Regions from separate parts of the Sus scrofa genome. Here region 1 is linked to region 2. A link is a contact called in public Hi-C data. All regions are on one chromosome and are shown on one strand. Each heading gives the region's core, a stretch centred on a gene start, on an enhancer-like site or on the middle of the called end of the contact. The rest is flanking DNA. Distances are from core to core; before and after follow the strand shown. Region 1 holds the start of RPP14 (ribonuclease P protein subunit p14). Region 2 holds the start of FLNB (filamin-B).

Region 1 (7,773 bases), core at 881-3,380, 270 kb after region 2:
AATGGAATATTACTCAGCCATTAAAAATAATGAAATACTGGCATTCTTAGCAACATGGATGGACCTAGAAACTATCATGCTAAGTGAAGTCAGCCATACAATGAGACACCAACATCAAATGCTTTCACTGACATGTGGAATCTGAAAAAAGGACAGACTGAACTTCTTTGCAGAACAGATGCTGACTCACAGACATTGAAAAACTTATGGTCTCCGGAGGAGACAGTTTGGGGGGTGGGGGATGTGCTTGGGCTGTGGGATGGAAATCCTGTGAAATCAGATTGTTATGATCATTATACAACTACAGATATGATAAATTCATTTGAGTAATAAAAAAAGTAAAAAAAATAAAGTTAATCTTTGAATATAGATTAAAAAAAAAAAGAAATTTTCAGCTTTTTTTTTTTTTTTTTTGGCCACACCTAGAGCATATGGAAGTTCCTGGGCCATGGATTGAATCTAAACTGCAGACTCAACTTGTACCGTAGCTGTGGCAACACCTGATCCTCAACCCACTGCAGCAGGCCAGGGTTCAAACCCCCACTGCAGAGAAAATGCCAGATTCTTAATCTGTGGTGCTAGAGCAAGAACTCCAGAAATTCTCAGATTTTAGAGGGCTGTTATGGTATGTATACCATAGGTTGTATAACCCCCCGCCCCCACCCCTGTGGGGCCTGGGGCTGCTTTACATGAGCAAATGTATCCATATTTCTGATGTATACAATGTGCATATCCACAGCAAATGGGACAGAAGCTACAAAATGTTTCACCTAGGTTCAGATTAAGCATTGCACCTAATGAAGAAAGATTTAGTCTTCAGATTTTTCTTCGATTTTAGAATTGCAGATAAGGGACAGTGAGTCTGCATTTTCTTTTTTTTTTTTTTTTTTTTGTCTTTTTGTCTTTTGTTGTTGTTGTTGTTGCTATTTCTTGGGCCGCTCCTGCGGCATATGGAGGTTCCCAGGCTAGGGGTTGAATCGGAGCTGTAGCCACCGGCCTACGCCAGAGCCACAGCAAGGCGGGATCCGAGCCGTGTCTGCAACCTACACCACAGCTCACGGCAACGCCGGATCCTTAACCCACTGAGCAAGGGCAGGGACCGAACCCGCAACCTCATCGTTCCTAGTAGGATTCGTTAACCACTGCGCCACGACGGGAACTCCTGAGTCTGCATTTTCTACCTCCTCTCTCCAACCTTGGCAGATGGGGGTGGGAGGTGACATCTTAAGGAAGTCTATTCTTCCATGTGAAAGGAGAGGCATGCAGAAGGGTATGGTCCAAGACTCCCTCTTGGGAGCCTAAATTTTACTTACTATCAGTATTATAAAAATGATGCCCTATCACTTTAAAAGAAATCAAACAAAAACGAATGCTGAAACAATGTGAGGATCTCTTACACCCTCCACACAGCCCAATCCTTCCTCCATCAGTCCCCTTGGGACCCATCTAGACATTATACTTATGTGTCTATGTATGTATGTGCATACCTAGACACAGACACATGTCTAACTGGAGGAGGCTGTTACCACCGAACCTAAGTTCGACTGCTTGCCGCTTGAAAGGCTAATAGTGCCTGGCATACGTAAGCATTTGATTAATATTAGCTATTAATACTACTATTATTATTAATCCACACTGTATGGGGTTTTGTTTATTTCATGAATACAAGTGCCCTATCTTTTGTTTCCAACATCTAGCACATAATACGGGCTCAGTAAGTACTTATTTAATAAACGAATAAATGAAACTATTGTCTTAGATTTGGAAATAGGGCTATCTGGGACTTTTCATGTCAATCCAGACAGAAAAACTATGTGCTATGAGCCAAAAGAGACACTGAGAACGGGTCTTGCCCTTGGGGAATACTTTACATAGGAGATGCTCAGCAGAAGAAATGCTAGATACAATTTTTCTGAACGAATGAATACCTGAGTAAATGAATGACTAAGAAAAAAGCTCTCAGTCTGAATACGCCCTCAGTCACACACGGCTTGCCGCACCAGAGGCTGAGTGGGCACGAGAGGGCGCTAAGCCTGGCGAGCTTCAGATCCCGAGTCACGCCCGGGTCCTTCGGGAAAACGCCGCGCTGTGACGTCATATCCGCCCGAGCCGTCACGCATCCGGGGTCGGGGCAGACAGAAGCCAAACGTAAAGACCCCGGAGTTTTCTAGTTCGTGCTTAGGCTCCAGCCTTTGCCGAGAGGTTCCAAGCCTTGAGGGATTCTTGCAGTGAATAGGAGTCAGGCTAATCTCTCGGAGAGCAGGTAGACGGAAGTACGTAGTAGCGTGGCTGTTTTCCGGCAGTGGACTTAGTTGGCCGCGCTAGTGACGCGTGGATGCGCGCGCCAGGAAGGCACGCGCAAGGCGGGAGCGACGGCAGGCAGCGCGGAGACGCCTGAGGTACCTATACAGCTCAGGTCGCTCAGCGCCCCAGGCCGAAGGCGAGGCGGTGCTGAGAATCTCCTTGGGCTTTTGTACAACGTGGTCTTTTTTGCAGAGGGCGGCGGGAGGACTGAACGGGACCACATGTGCAGGGGGCATGCACTCGGCCCCAGGTGGGCGCCCAGTCGACGCCGACGGTCATCGAAAAAAGTTAGCCTGCTTTACTTATTGTTTAAAACAGTTCAGGTGTCGAGTTCCACTGTTGTGGCAGCGTGGAAACGAATCCGACTAGTAACCATTATGTTGCTGGTTCGGTCCCTGGCCTCGCTCAGTGAGTGGGTTAAGGATACTGCGTTCCTGTGGCTGTGGTGTAAGGCTGGCAGCCCTAGCTTCCATTCGATCCCTAACCTGGAACCTCCATATGCTTTAGGTGCAACTCTAAAAAGCAAAATAAAACAAAACACCAGCCTAAGTGGCTGATAGCTTAACAATTTAATCTCCAAACAGTAGAGGACCGAGCTTTTTAAAATTTTTATATCGTTTATGTCCTGTAATTACATACTGAGTGCCTACTGTATGTGATGCACTGTTTTAGCCTCCTGGGAAACAGCAGAAAACAAGGGAAAGATGCCTGTTTCTCTTTGGATTGTACATTCTGGTAAGGCCGGGGTGGGAGGGGGGAGGAGCAGGGCGGAGTGCAGACGAGAATTAAAGAATTTCAGAGTTTCCTGGTGGCTCAGCGGGTTAAGGATCTGGTGTTGTCACTGCTATGGGGTGGTTCGACCCCAGAACTAACCCCTCGCCGCCAACGCACCCCACCCCTCCAAAAAATAAGTGGATTTCATAGTTATGTTCTGTATACCTACAGAGTGGTGTATGCTCTGAGGAAAAAATAGAGCAGTGGCGTGGGGGGGTGACATTAGATAGAAATGCCACTGGAACACATTGAGGGGTGAAATTGAGTAAAGCTATGGAGGAGGCAAGGGAATGAACCATGTGGCTGTCTGGAGGAAGAGTATTTTCAGCGAATGGAAAAGCTGGGAGGGAAAGAGCTAGGAGGCCTGTGTGGTAGAAGAGACTGAGCAGAGGAGAGTGGTAGGACAGGAGGTCAGAGGGATGGGAGGAAGCAATGGTACAGATCAGGTTGGACCTTAGATGTAAAGACTTTGGCTTTACTCAAGGCTTCAAGCCTTGAGGAAAGGGGCTTATTAAGGTTTTAATAGGGTCACCCGGTTAGATTAGGGAGGGAAGCAGGGACATCTACTGCTAATAGATAAGGTAATGAGCATCCTTGCAGCCATCAAAAAGGCCGGCTTCAGAGATGATGATAATGACAGCCACTTAGAAGTGTTCACATTTTCCCAGTGAGCCTGGTGAATGAATATACTGGGCTGTAGGGAGGGCTTCCCAGGCATCATCTCCTTTAGTTTCAGGACAACCTGCAGAGGGCGGTGCTGTCACTCTGAGACCCAGGCCTGTCAGAGGTGACTGCTCAATAAACACTTGCTCCTACAGTTTTTTTTTTAATATAAAATAAACATAATGAAAAATTTACTATTTCTAAATATACACTTCATTGGCAAGAAGTATAGTCACATAGTTGTACAACTATAACCACTATCCATTTCCAGAATACTCCTTAAGTCTTCTTTGTTATTGGCATCCTAAGCCCCAGGCCCAATCTCACTCTACCTCAGGCAGCCACCTCCACTAAGGCAATCAGTAATGTTTAATAAACACCTATTGTGTGCCAGGCAATGAATGAAATGATTGAGGATACTGTCCTCCCTGCCCTTCCAGTCAGGGGAGATTGTAGTGATTGAGAAGGGAGCACCGTGAACTACTGCAGTCCTGAAACAAGAGTTCCCACTGTGGCAAAGTAGGTCAAGGATCCAGCATTGCTGTAGCTGCATCTCAGATTTGATCCCTGGCCCAGGAACTACATGTGCTGTGGGCGCGATGGAAAAAGAAAAGAGAAATGAGACACCCTTGAATGCTACCACCATTTAATCAGTCATGTATTCAATAAGTGTTTGTTGAATACTCTGTGCCAGACTCAGGAAATACTCATATTTGTTGAATAGGTGGTTGGATGTAGTGGCTTTGACCTTGACTTCTCATTTTCTCTTGAGGTTGTCTTCTGGGAGTGGTTGGAACTGGGACCGGAGAGGTTTTTGTGAATGCTGGTCTACAGCTATGTGACCTTGGAAAAGTTCCTTTCCTTGGATAGGCTTCAATTTCCTGTCCCTTTAGTTGGGGGAACCACATATTAAACAAAGACAATGTTAAGAGATGACATACCAAGGGAGCCTAACTTACAGCAAGGTGTCAGAGAAGGGCTCTCCGAAGAAGTGATGTTCCTAGAAGAGGTGAACTTTAAGCTGGAATTTGAAGGATGAGTAGGAGCTATCCAGAGTGGAGTGAGGTGGGTGAGGAACCCAGGATAGGGGTTCTCTTCAGGGGGAACAGCATGTACTGAGCTCTTCCAAGTTCCAGATCTATTGGGAATGGCTTGAGTGCCCATTCCAGGAATTCCTTTAAGACCTTTGCTGTTTAATCTGTCTTCACAAGGCTGACAGATAGCCCTATGCAGGCCTGGCCTCTGGACTGAGAGAATAGGCAGATCCAGCATGGGGGCAGGGCAGCAGAAATCTACCCTTCATTCTGTTCATGTTCTGTGTTGACTGAGTGTAAACAGGAAGAGGACTCAGATTTTACTCCTTTATGCCTTTTTTTTTTTTTCCCTTTAAGAGCTGTCATACTAGAGTGGTCTCGGGGCTCTGGAGTGGTTGGAATCTCTTCTATTCCTTTGGGGAGGTGTGACCTGTCTTTGCCGAACCTCATTGTACTCTTCTCAAAAATGGGAATATTAATAGCTTTTACCTCATGGGATCATTTTGAAGATGGGCCCTAAGACATGTGCCATATTTAGCACAAAGTTGGGTACTCAGTGTGGGAAAATGTTTGGTGGGATTTAAATAAGAGTACAGTAGTCTGGCATATAAAATATAGAAACTTCCTTTGTATCTATATGGTAACATCAGTTTGACCAGAATTAGATGGGTTATTGTACTGGGAGTTCTTTTTAAAAATAAAATACAGGAGTTCCTGTTATGGCTCAGTGGTTAACAAATCCAACTAGGAACCATGAGGTTTTGGTTTTGATCCCTGGCCTCACTCAGTGGGTTAAGGATCTGGTGTTGCTGTGAGCTATGATGTAGGTCACAGATGCAGCTTGGATCCCACGTGGCTGTAGCTGTGGTGTAGGCCGGAAGCTACAGCTCTGATTAGACCCCTAGCCTGGGAACCTCCATATGCATGGGTGTGGCCCTAAAAAGCAAAAAAAAAAATAAAAATAAAATAGGTTAAATTCTCATTAAAAAATTGAAAAATATCTTGTATCTTGGTAATTTCTAGCCCTCTTGACTCTTAATGTTGGTGTGATCAGCACTGGAAAAGATGCCAGCCCCAGCTGCCACATATGAAAGAATAGTTTACAAAAATCCCTCTGAGCACCACTACATGAAAGTCCGGCTGTAAGTTCATGTCCTCTAAGTTCTATTTTGTATTTTCAATGAATCTGAATAGCAAGAATGCATTTTTTTTCTTTTTAATGTTTTTTCAGAGAATTTCAAGATCGTGGGGTTGGACTGAATGCTGCACAGTTCAAACAGCTGCTTATTTCAGCTCTGAAGGACCTGTTTGGGGAGGTATGGACTCAGTAGTCTGAACATTCCTAAGATCTTTGTAAGACATACTGAAAGAACATTTTTTTCAAACATTGCTTTAAAACTTTTAAAACCACATTTGAAATTGCAGAAGCAGACTTTCAGAAGTGATGAGTTTTAGGTAGGTTTGTTCTAATATGCCTTCTGTTACAGACTAGCAACCTGCCAAATTTTTTTTCCCCCCTCATTGTGAGGATCTGTTTCTTATACCAGAATGTAAGTGAGCATACCACTTCCTTTACAGAGAAAGTCTCCAATGAAAAAAAAACTGAGTTGTGGTACAGTGGAAACGAATCCAACTAGTATCCATGTGGATGCAAGCTGGCTCCCTGGCTTCGCTCAGTGGGTTGGGAATCGGTGTTTCTGTGAGCTGTGGTGTAGGTTGCAGATGAGGCTCGGATCCTGTGTTGCCGTGGCTGTTGTGTAGGCCAGCAGCTGTATCTCCAATTCAACCCTACACCCCTAGCCTGGGAATTTCCATATGCCACAGGTGCAGCCCTAAAAAAGAGAAAAGAAAAAAAAAAACCTGACCTGAACTAAACAGTGTGCTCACTAATGTTGATTTCCATTCCGGTGCAGCTCCTTATCTAATCACAGGCCAACACTTTGAGTAGTCCCACTTTAGCATTCACTTGAAAACAAATACAAGTTTTGAGAGAGAACAAAGACAGATGATTCTCAGGAAATTATTTCATATATTCTATCAAATTAAAATCTGTCAAACATTCAGCAAAACTAAAAACTTTTCTCTGCAAAAGACTTGGTTAAGAGAATGAAAAAACTGGAATTCCCGTTGTGGCTCAGTGGTAATGAACCCAACTAATATCTATGAGGATGGGGTTCCATTCCTGCCCTCGCTCAGTGGGGTAAGGATCCAGGTTAAGGATTGCCATGAGCTGCAGTGTAGGTTGCAGATGTGGCTTCGATCTCGCGTTGCTGTGGCTGTGGTATAGTCTGGCAGCTGTAGCTCTGATTCAACCTCTAGCCTGGGGACTTCCATATGCTGCAGGTGTGGCCCTTAAAAAAAAGAAGTGAAAAAAGAGAATGAAAAATCAGGGATTTCCCTTGTGCAGCAGGTTAGGCATCAAGCATTGTCACCGTAGGAACTTGGGTCCCTGCTATGGCTTGCTTCAATCCCTGGCCCAGGAATTTCCACATGTCAGGGGAATGACCAAAAAAAAAAAAAGAGAGAGAATGAAAAAGCAAATTATGAGAGTTCCCGTCATGGTACAGCGGAAACGAATCCAACTAGGAACCATGAGGTTGCAGGTTTGATCCCTGGCCTCAATCAGTGGGTTAAGGATCTGGCGTTGCCATGAGCTGTGGTGTAGGTCACGGATGCAGCTTGGATCTGGTGTTGCTGTGGCTCTGGTGTAGGTCAGCAGCCATGGCTCCAATTTGACCCCTAGCCTGGGAACCTCCAGATGCCTTGGGTGTGGCCCTAAAAAAAAGACAAAAAGGTGAAAAAACAAATTATGGACTAGGAAAAGTTATTTGCAAACCACATGTCTGGCAAAGGACTAATCTAAAAATAATGAAGTTCTCTTAAAACTCAATAGTGAAAAAATACTCAAACACTTCTATTAGAAAATGGGCAAAAGAGGAAGTTCCCATTGTGGCTCAGCAGGTTAAAAACCTGACTAGTATCCATGAGGTTTTAGGTT
Region 2 (7,776 bases), core at 4,777-7,276:
CTTATAATTCCACCTCCTACTGCTTGGGCTGCTTAACTGTTTGCTATAAATCCTTCCAAGATTTCTTTTTTTTTTTTTTTTTTAAATGCACAGATAGAACTAGAATGAGACGCAGACTAATTTAGCATTCCCTCAACTTGATATTTTAAAAACAGTTGTTCATAATGTACTTAGGCAGCATGGAGAAAATGATTTTCTGTTAATAAAATAGATTGTTCCTCTTTCTTTTCAAAACAAAGAATTTATTACATACACAGAATGAAATCTGACCTTTTAACTTATTTGGAATTGTCCTGGAATTGTATTTGTCCAAGCAGTCAGTTTCTTGGGGCTTTTCTTAAAGGGCATACAGTTCGGGTGATGCTCTAACAAATCACCAGGTCTTGGGCCAGCACCCAGCTCTGACCAAGGACTAAGCTGACAGACCAAGGACCTGAGAGAATATTAGCATTATTTTTATTTTAAAAATGTGTCCACAATTGGATCATACAAATTCATATTGATTTGTAACTTGCTTTTCTCCTCCCCCACCTAACAATACATTCTGAGATCTTTTCACCTCAGCCTACGTAGATCCATCACATTCTTTTTATAAAAAGTGCCAAGGTGATCTACCAGCTGGGTGCACTGCAATGCGGAACTTACCAAATTTCATGACCACATGAATTGCCCCAGGGATCACATTCAACTGAAGCTTCCAATTCACGAGGGCCAGGGCAGCACCTGAGAATCTGCACACTCACAGCTGTTCCCCGAGTGTCTGGGACCACATCCTGAGAAGCAAGGCTACAGGGCATGTGAAGGGCCCACTGGCGAGGGGCACTTGGCTATTAGAAATAGCCAAATAAATATCCTTAAATATCCAGAAGAGCACTAGGGAGTTCCCTGGTGGCCCAGAGGTTAAGAACTCAGCATCGCCACTGCCATGGCTCGGGTTCAGTCCCTGCCCTGGGAACTTCCATATGCCTTAAACCAACCAATCAACCAACAAACAAAAAGCAAAAACCAATAGAAGCACTAGAGAACAGACTTTAGAGTCAGAAGACACAACTTTGAGCTCTGACCCTGACACTAACCATGTGACCTTGAGAAGGTCATGATCTTTCTGAGCTGCCATTGAGTCCTTCCTCCCCAGCAACTCAGTGAGTGGTCCCAAACACCTCCATGCTTAGACCCTAGGGATAGTGATAAATAGCCCTGTCCTTGAGCGCTCTGAGAGTAATACTACTAATCCCGGCTAGCAGAGCACTGGAGGAGGAGGGATAGATGTGATAAGGATGGAAAAGGGCTTTGTCAGCTGGACTGCCCTCTACAAAGGGGCAGCTCTGTTCCAGTTGGAAGGCAGACTGGCTTTGCCAGGTGAGCAGTGGCTAGACAGGCTTTTCTTTAGCAGAAAAGTGCACTGTGGCATTTGTCTGCACTTTGAAAAAACAAACCAGACCCACACATAAATCTTCCCAAGAAGCCAAAGCCAGACTGGGTGGAGGAAGAAGGCCCAATTATTTGTACACTTTTTTTTTTTTTTTTTTTTTTTTGGTGATTCCAGCAAGACTGGGGTGGGGTGTGGGGCAGTGAGTTCCATCTTGGGCTGGAAAGGGAAAGCCCTCAGCAGACCCTGTCTCCTGTCCCTGCTGAATGAACTACACACAGAGGAGTTAGTAGCCTCTGCCTTCATTGCTTTGCCATTGCTGGGCAGATGGTGCTTCTGGCAGTCAGGGTTTGACAAGCTTAGAACCTTAGAACTGGCTTCTGGAATTGGTTAGACCAGGGTTTGAATCCAGACTCTGACACCTAATACCAAGGGGACTCTGAGCAAATGACCTAATTTTTTTACAGCCTCAGTTTCCCTTCTTGTAATATGGGGATAATAATAATAATAGCATCAAGCTCACAGTGTCCTTGAAAATATTTTTTTTTTTTGGCTGCCCCCATGGCATATGGAAGTTCCCATGGCTGGGGACTGAACCGGCACCTCAACACAGACAAGCTGGGTCATTAACCCACTATACACCACAGCACAACTCCTCTTGAGAAGATTATAAAAGATACTACATAGATATGATGCTTAACTCAGTACCTGGCACTAGGAAGTGGCCAATTACTACAGTTGTAGGATCAAAGGAGAAAACAGAAACTTACAATCAGGTAGCCTGCTGTGTCAATCCAGTGAAGAATGGTATTCACGCACACTGCTCTGCCCATTCTGATCTCCACCTTAGCCAGTGGGTGAGTGGGAGAGTTGGGGTGAAGGTCTATGACTTCTCCTAGCAGCCTGCTTACCAGTTGCCCCCACCTTAACTCAGGGCAGGGCTGACAGGTGGAGCCTCTGAGCCTGCAAAATGCCACTACCTTTTGCCACCCCTTTTGGGGAAGGCCAGTTCTCCTAGCACCCCTTCCCCCTCTCCCCGCCAGAGAGACCTGGGACCTGTGCAGTCAGGGTTGGCGGTGGAGAGAGAACCCTCCTGCTTCTCCAGGCAGCTGCTGAGACAACAAGCTCCTTTTCCTCTAAAGGGTGGAGACAGAGCAAATTGTCTCTTTATATTTTGCTTCTCTTTCTTGCTGGCAGGGTATGACATTGGTGTAAAATTACAACTGAGAAGGCCTCCACCCTGGGGGAAAGGACATAAATGCATCTGGGGAGGACATAAATTCATTTTGCAAGTCCTGGTTCTTCCTCTCTGTTCCCTTTGGAAAGTGGGCTTCTAAACCTGGAATTTCCAGTCTTCGCTCTTTGTTGTCTACTCACGTCATCATCACAATAACCACAGCAGCATCAGCTCTCTTGGCAGAAAAGTACATGCTAAGTGCTCTACACATAGCTTCTCACTTGTCAAAACTCCTAAGAGGTATATTGTTGATGTAGGTTGCAAGTAAGGAATCAAAGTCAGGGGCAGCCCAGGCCCTGCATTTAATCATGACTATTGTCTTTCTTAGCCCTTCCTTAGTATCCAGTGTTTCTCACTCTGTGATCTTAGGTCTTTGACTACCCTTCTCCACCTCAGTTTTGTTACCTGTAAAATGGAGATAATAATAACACCTCCTGGATTTGTTGTGATGATTAGAGAAGAATGACAGAAGCTTCTATTATTATTATCACTTCTACTATTTTTACTGTTATGAATATCTTGACATGCTACCCTAGCTGTGGACTCCAAGATGTTCAGAAACCTCAGAAAGCAGGTTCACCTGGAACCCCTCTCACAGGGCTGGGGTTCCTAAAGTGTGGAGGAAGGTTTCATAAGGTCAGGATCCTGGGGAGAGCATTATGGGTTTCCAGCTCATTAACTGGTTGATTTCTATATCAAGCATATCTCTATGCCTGCACTGTCTGGTATGACTGCCACCAGCAGCCAAAGGCAGCTCCTGAGCTTGGGCAATGCGCCAGGTCTGATTTAAGATACACTTTAAGTATAAAATTCACATCAGATTTTGAAGACAGTAACCCCCAAAAGGAAATACATAAAAACATTTAAAAATAGGGATGGTAAGTTGAAAGGATAACCTTTTGAATATATTAGGGAGGCTAATCAACTTGTTCTGGTTTGCCAGAGGCTTTCCTACTTTTAGCAATGAAAGGCCTGCATATTAGGAAATTCTTTAATCTTGGGCAAACCAGGATAGTTGGTCAGTCTAACTTTGGTTAAAATTTATAATTAGTTTCACCTGTTTCCTTTTCCTTACCAACCCCCCACCCCCGCTCTTTTTTTGGCCATGCCCATGGCATGTGGAAGTTCCAGACCAGGGATCAAACCTGTGCCACAGCAGTGATAATACCGGATCCTCAACCCACTGAGCCACGAGGGACCTCCAAGATTTTGTATTTATATATATATATTCTTTTTTCTCACATTATCCTCCATCCTGTTCCATCACAAGTGATTAGATATAGTTCTCTGTGCTATACAGCAGGATCTCATTGCTTATCCACTCCAAATGCAATAGTTTGCATCTATTAACCCTAAACTTCCAGTCCATCCCACTCCCTCCTCCTCCCCCTTGGCAACCACAAGTCTGATCTCTAAGTCCATGAATTTCTTTTCTGTGGAAAGGTTCATTTGTGCCCTATATTAAATTCCAGATATAAATGATATCATATGGTATTTGTCTTTCTTTTTCTGACTTCACTTCGTATGAGAGTCTCTAGCTCCATCCATGTTGCTGCAAATGGCATTATTTTGTTCTTTTTATGGCTGAGTAGTATTCCATTGTGTATACATACCACATCTTCTTAATCCATTCATCTGTCAATTGACATTTAGGTTGCTTCCATGTCTTGGCTATTGTGAAGATTTGGTATTTATTGTCTTTGTCAGGCAAACCTGTAGAATGCAGTTAAAATGCTCCCTGCAAAAATGCATGCCTTGAGGTGTTTGGCCCTCATCTTTTATCAAATATTGATAAAGGGCCACTTAAAGACCTTGTCACTAAGGCTACCCTCCTCCATCATGCTCCATCATGGTTGCTGAGTCCTGGTCACTCCGCATAAACTGCTTTCTAGTGAACTCTTAAGTGTCTTCTAATTGGATGGAGAGTTTCACCAGACACATCCTAAGACAAGGATGTCTCACTCAGAGTGAAGTGGACTGGATATTAATTTACATGCAGAACTTAAATTTAGTTATTCGTGTCAAGGTCTGGTGAAAACAGAAATATCTCATAAGAAAGGAGAACTTTAGGAGTTCCCATCATGGCTCAGCAGTTAACAAATCCCACTAGCATCCATGAGGATTTGGGTTTGATCCCTGGCCTTGCTCAGTGGGTTAAGGATCCGGCATTACTGTAAGTTGTGGTGTAGGTCGCAGACGTGGCTCGGAGCGGAGGTGCTGTGGCTCTGGCATAGGCTGGCGGCTACAGCTCCAATTAGACCCCTAGCCTGGGAACCTCCATATGCTGCGGGTGTGCCCCCCCCCCCAAAAAAAGAACTTTGGTGCATTATCAGCTGCTGAGTGAGCTGAAGTGATCGCATTAGTCCCAGTCTCACCTAATAGCAGAGAGGATGTCCCTTTGGGAATGAGGCCCTGGCTGATACATTTTGATGAGTGCCTTTGGGTGGAAGAAAGCATGAGGAACAAGAACCCTTGGGCACGGGGTAGGTAACATTACCAACACTGCCTACTGGTGAATCTGCTACTCACAAAGGCAAGGCCCAAGCTGGGAAGAGCATGGGGGCTTTTAGGTGTAGTACATACTTTGGAGTTAGACCTAGGTTCAAGTTCAGCTTTATCCAGTCCTTACCAACTGACCTCCAGCAAATCTCTTCACTTAATCACTCAAGAGGGGAATGAGCCTTCAAAAAATTATTGATCTCAACAATGGGCTAGGGTCAGGGCCAGGTAATAATACCTTCTCTCCCTCAAGGCTGTTTTGAGCATTTCCAGTGAGTGAGGCAATCTGTCAGAAGAAAGCACTTTACCTTGTTTACAAATGACCTGTTATAGAGCATCCCAACCACAGATCTGCTGGCTTCTTCCACAGCTGGAAGCCCTTGACATTCATTCTGCCCAATGCCTCTTCCCAGATGGATCCTTAAGATAATTAGAGGAAGATGTGACTATGGAGAATGGGAGAGATAACAGTGTAGAAAAACTCAGCCTGATGTGGCTGGTTTTGAAGATGGAGGAAGAGGACATAGCCAAGAAATTCAGGAAGCTTCCAGAAGTTGGAAAGGGCAAGGGAATGGATTCTTCCCTTGAGCCTCCAGAAAGAAATGCATCCTGCCAATACCTGGATTTTAGCTCAGTGAGACAAGTGAGGGACTCTAAACTAAAAAAAAGCAAGATAACAATGTGTGTTTTTGTTTTTTAAAAACAGAGCTTTGGTAATTTGTTACAGGAGCATTAGGAAACTAATACACACAGTAAATTATCATTCATTTGTATCACTGCCATTAAGCTTTTTGTGATGGTTTTATATTTTTCTCATATATTAGTCTATGAAGTCTAGGTTAAGTTATAAGTTTGTCTTATCATTGGTTGGCAAGCTCTAGGAAGGTTAGCACGCAGTAGGCACTCAATAAATACTGTGACTGACAATTCATACGAGTTTAATTAATATGAAAAGTAAAATGTCCATTACTTTCACGATGTCCTCCAGGACCTAACATAGTGCCTGGCACAGCAGGAACTCAATAAAAATCCTTATGGAATCTTATTGAACCTAGATGGAAAAAGTACCTTCTGCACCAACTCCATTCCCTGTGATCTACGCCGTCGTCCCTGTCCATTCCGTCCAGCCCAGATCCCTACTTCTGCAAGTGCCCTCACTATGGGACCTGGTGACCTTCCTCTTGAGTAGCCGGACATCTCCTGCCTAGCTTTCTTCTGCAGAGGCAATGAACACCGAGCGCCGGTCCCGGACGCCTTGCAGCTCGCAGGGCGCAGTGCTCATTTGGAGCTGCAGGGGGCAAGCGTGACCCGGGAACTCCCGCCAGAGGGTCGGGACGGGGCGGAGCTTCAGGGGCGGGTCGTCTCAGTGCGCAGGCGCGGGGCCAGGCGCCTCGCGCGGCCAGGGGCAGGCGGGCGCAGAGCAGTCCCGGCCGCGGCTTTGGTAGCAGCGAGTTCGAGCCCCGCTCCCGCTCCGCTTTGGTTTTCGCTCCCCCGGCCCTTGGGCCTCCCGACGCCAGTCCCCGGCAGCTCACTGCTCATAGCGCTCTCCCCGCCGCCAAGATGCCGGTAACCGAGAAGGATCTGGCGGAGGACGCGCCTTGGAAGAAGATCCAGCAGAACACGTTCACGCGTTGGTGCAACGAGCACCTCAAGTGCGTGAACAAACGCATCGGAAACCTGCAGACCGACTTGAGCGACGGGCTTCGGCTCATCGCGCTGCTGGAGGTGCTTAGCCAGAAGCACATGTACCGCAAGTACCACCAGCGGCCCACCTTCCGCCAGATGCAGCTTGAGAACGTGTCCGTGGCGCTCGAGTTCCTGGACCGTGAGAACATCAAGCTCGTGTCCATCGGTGAGTGCCCTGGCCGAGCCGTGCGCCGGCGTGTACTTCTCGCGCCCCCGCGCGTGCGCCCCTGAGGAGACTGAGGCTCCCTGTCGCGCGCCTCCGCCGCGTCCAGCAGCCACCGGCTGGATGTGGGCACAGAGGCCGGGGTGGGTGGGGGTGAGGACAAAGGGGACCTAGGCACCCTCCTGCATGCCGTTCCCTGGGGTGCTGTCTTACAGTGATAGTTCCTTGCCTTGCGCCGGGGCCGTGCGCCTTTGGCGGGCGATGGGTTGAGGGTTCATGTTGGGGCCGCTTGGGGGGAGTGCGGGCTGTGGCACTTGGGGTGCCCCTGCGGAAGCTGGGGGACTGGAAACCTCTGGTCGGCAGTCCCCGGGGGTGGGGCCCTAGTCAGACGCTCCCTGGAGCGCTCGCCCAGCTGCGCCCAGGCCGATGCGCTGGGCGGTCGCCTGATGGGCGTTGGCTCGGAGGCCAGGTGCGGAGGCCTTGGGGAGGGAGTGTGCTCCGAAACTGGGGCCCTGCCGCCTAGGTGGAGACGGGGGCCTGGGACCCTCCCTCGCCGTCTCCGGAAGGGGAGCCCGGGGGTGTGGCATTCGCGCTCGCTCTGGCCCCGCGCTGCGAGCTGAGCCAGCTCTCGCCTCTGAAGATACTATTGAGAGTCGGCGGCGGTAGCGGCCGCTTGTAGGGAGCTAGTGCGCGCTGTGTGCCAACAGCCTCCTGTTAACTCGGTCCTTACACACCCCGTGAGTTGGGGCGTGTAAGACAAGAGGGTCCAGAGGGTTAACGGGCTTGCCCAGGGCTATGGAAGTAGAGAGGGTCTAGCCGAGA

What was found. Hi-C and Micro-C count contacts between places; a contact is called where the count stands out from the background.
Region 1: a Hi-C map of alveolar macrophages shows a contact between it and region 2, with 2.1 times the contacts expected there. The contact joins the promoter of RPP14 here to the promoter of FLNB in region 2. A contact is called at or near these places in 3 of 5 promoter capture datasets (fetal liver, fetal skeletal muscle and liver) and 6 of 47 Hi-C or Micro-C datasets (alveolar macrophages, embryonic fibroblasts, fetal heart ventricle and 3 more).

What each region holds. Positions count from the first base shown.
Region 1 is chr13:40,060,048-40,067,820 of Sscrofa11.1, forward strand. RPP14 (ribonuclease P protein subunit p14) reads left to right here and starts at 2,131. Exons shown (of 6, transcript XM_021069098.1): 1 at 2,131-2,399; 2 at 5,799-5,917; 3 at 6,007-6,091. The coding sequence starts at 5,841. LOC100515579 (hydroxyacyl-thioester dehydratase type 2, mitochondrial) reads left to right here and starts at 2,102. Exons shown (of 5, transcript XM_021069097.1): 1 at 2,102-2,399; 2 at 6,007-6,091.
Region 2 is chr13:39,783,233-39,791,008 of Sscrofa11.1, forward strand. FLNB (filamin-B) reads left to right here and starts at 6,027. Exons shown (of 46, transcript XR_002337597.1): 1 at 6,027-6,957.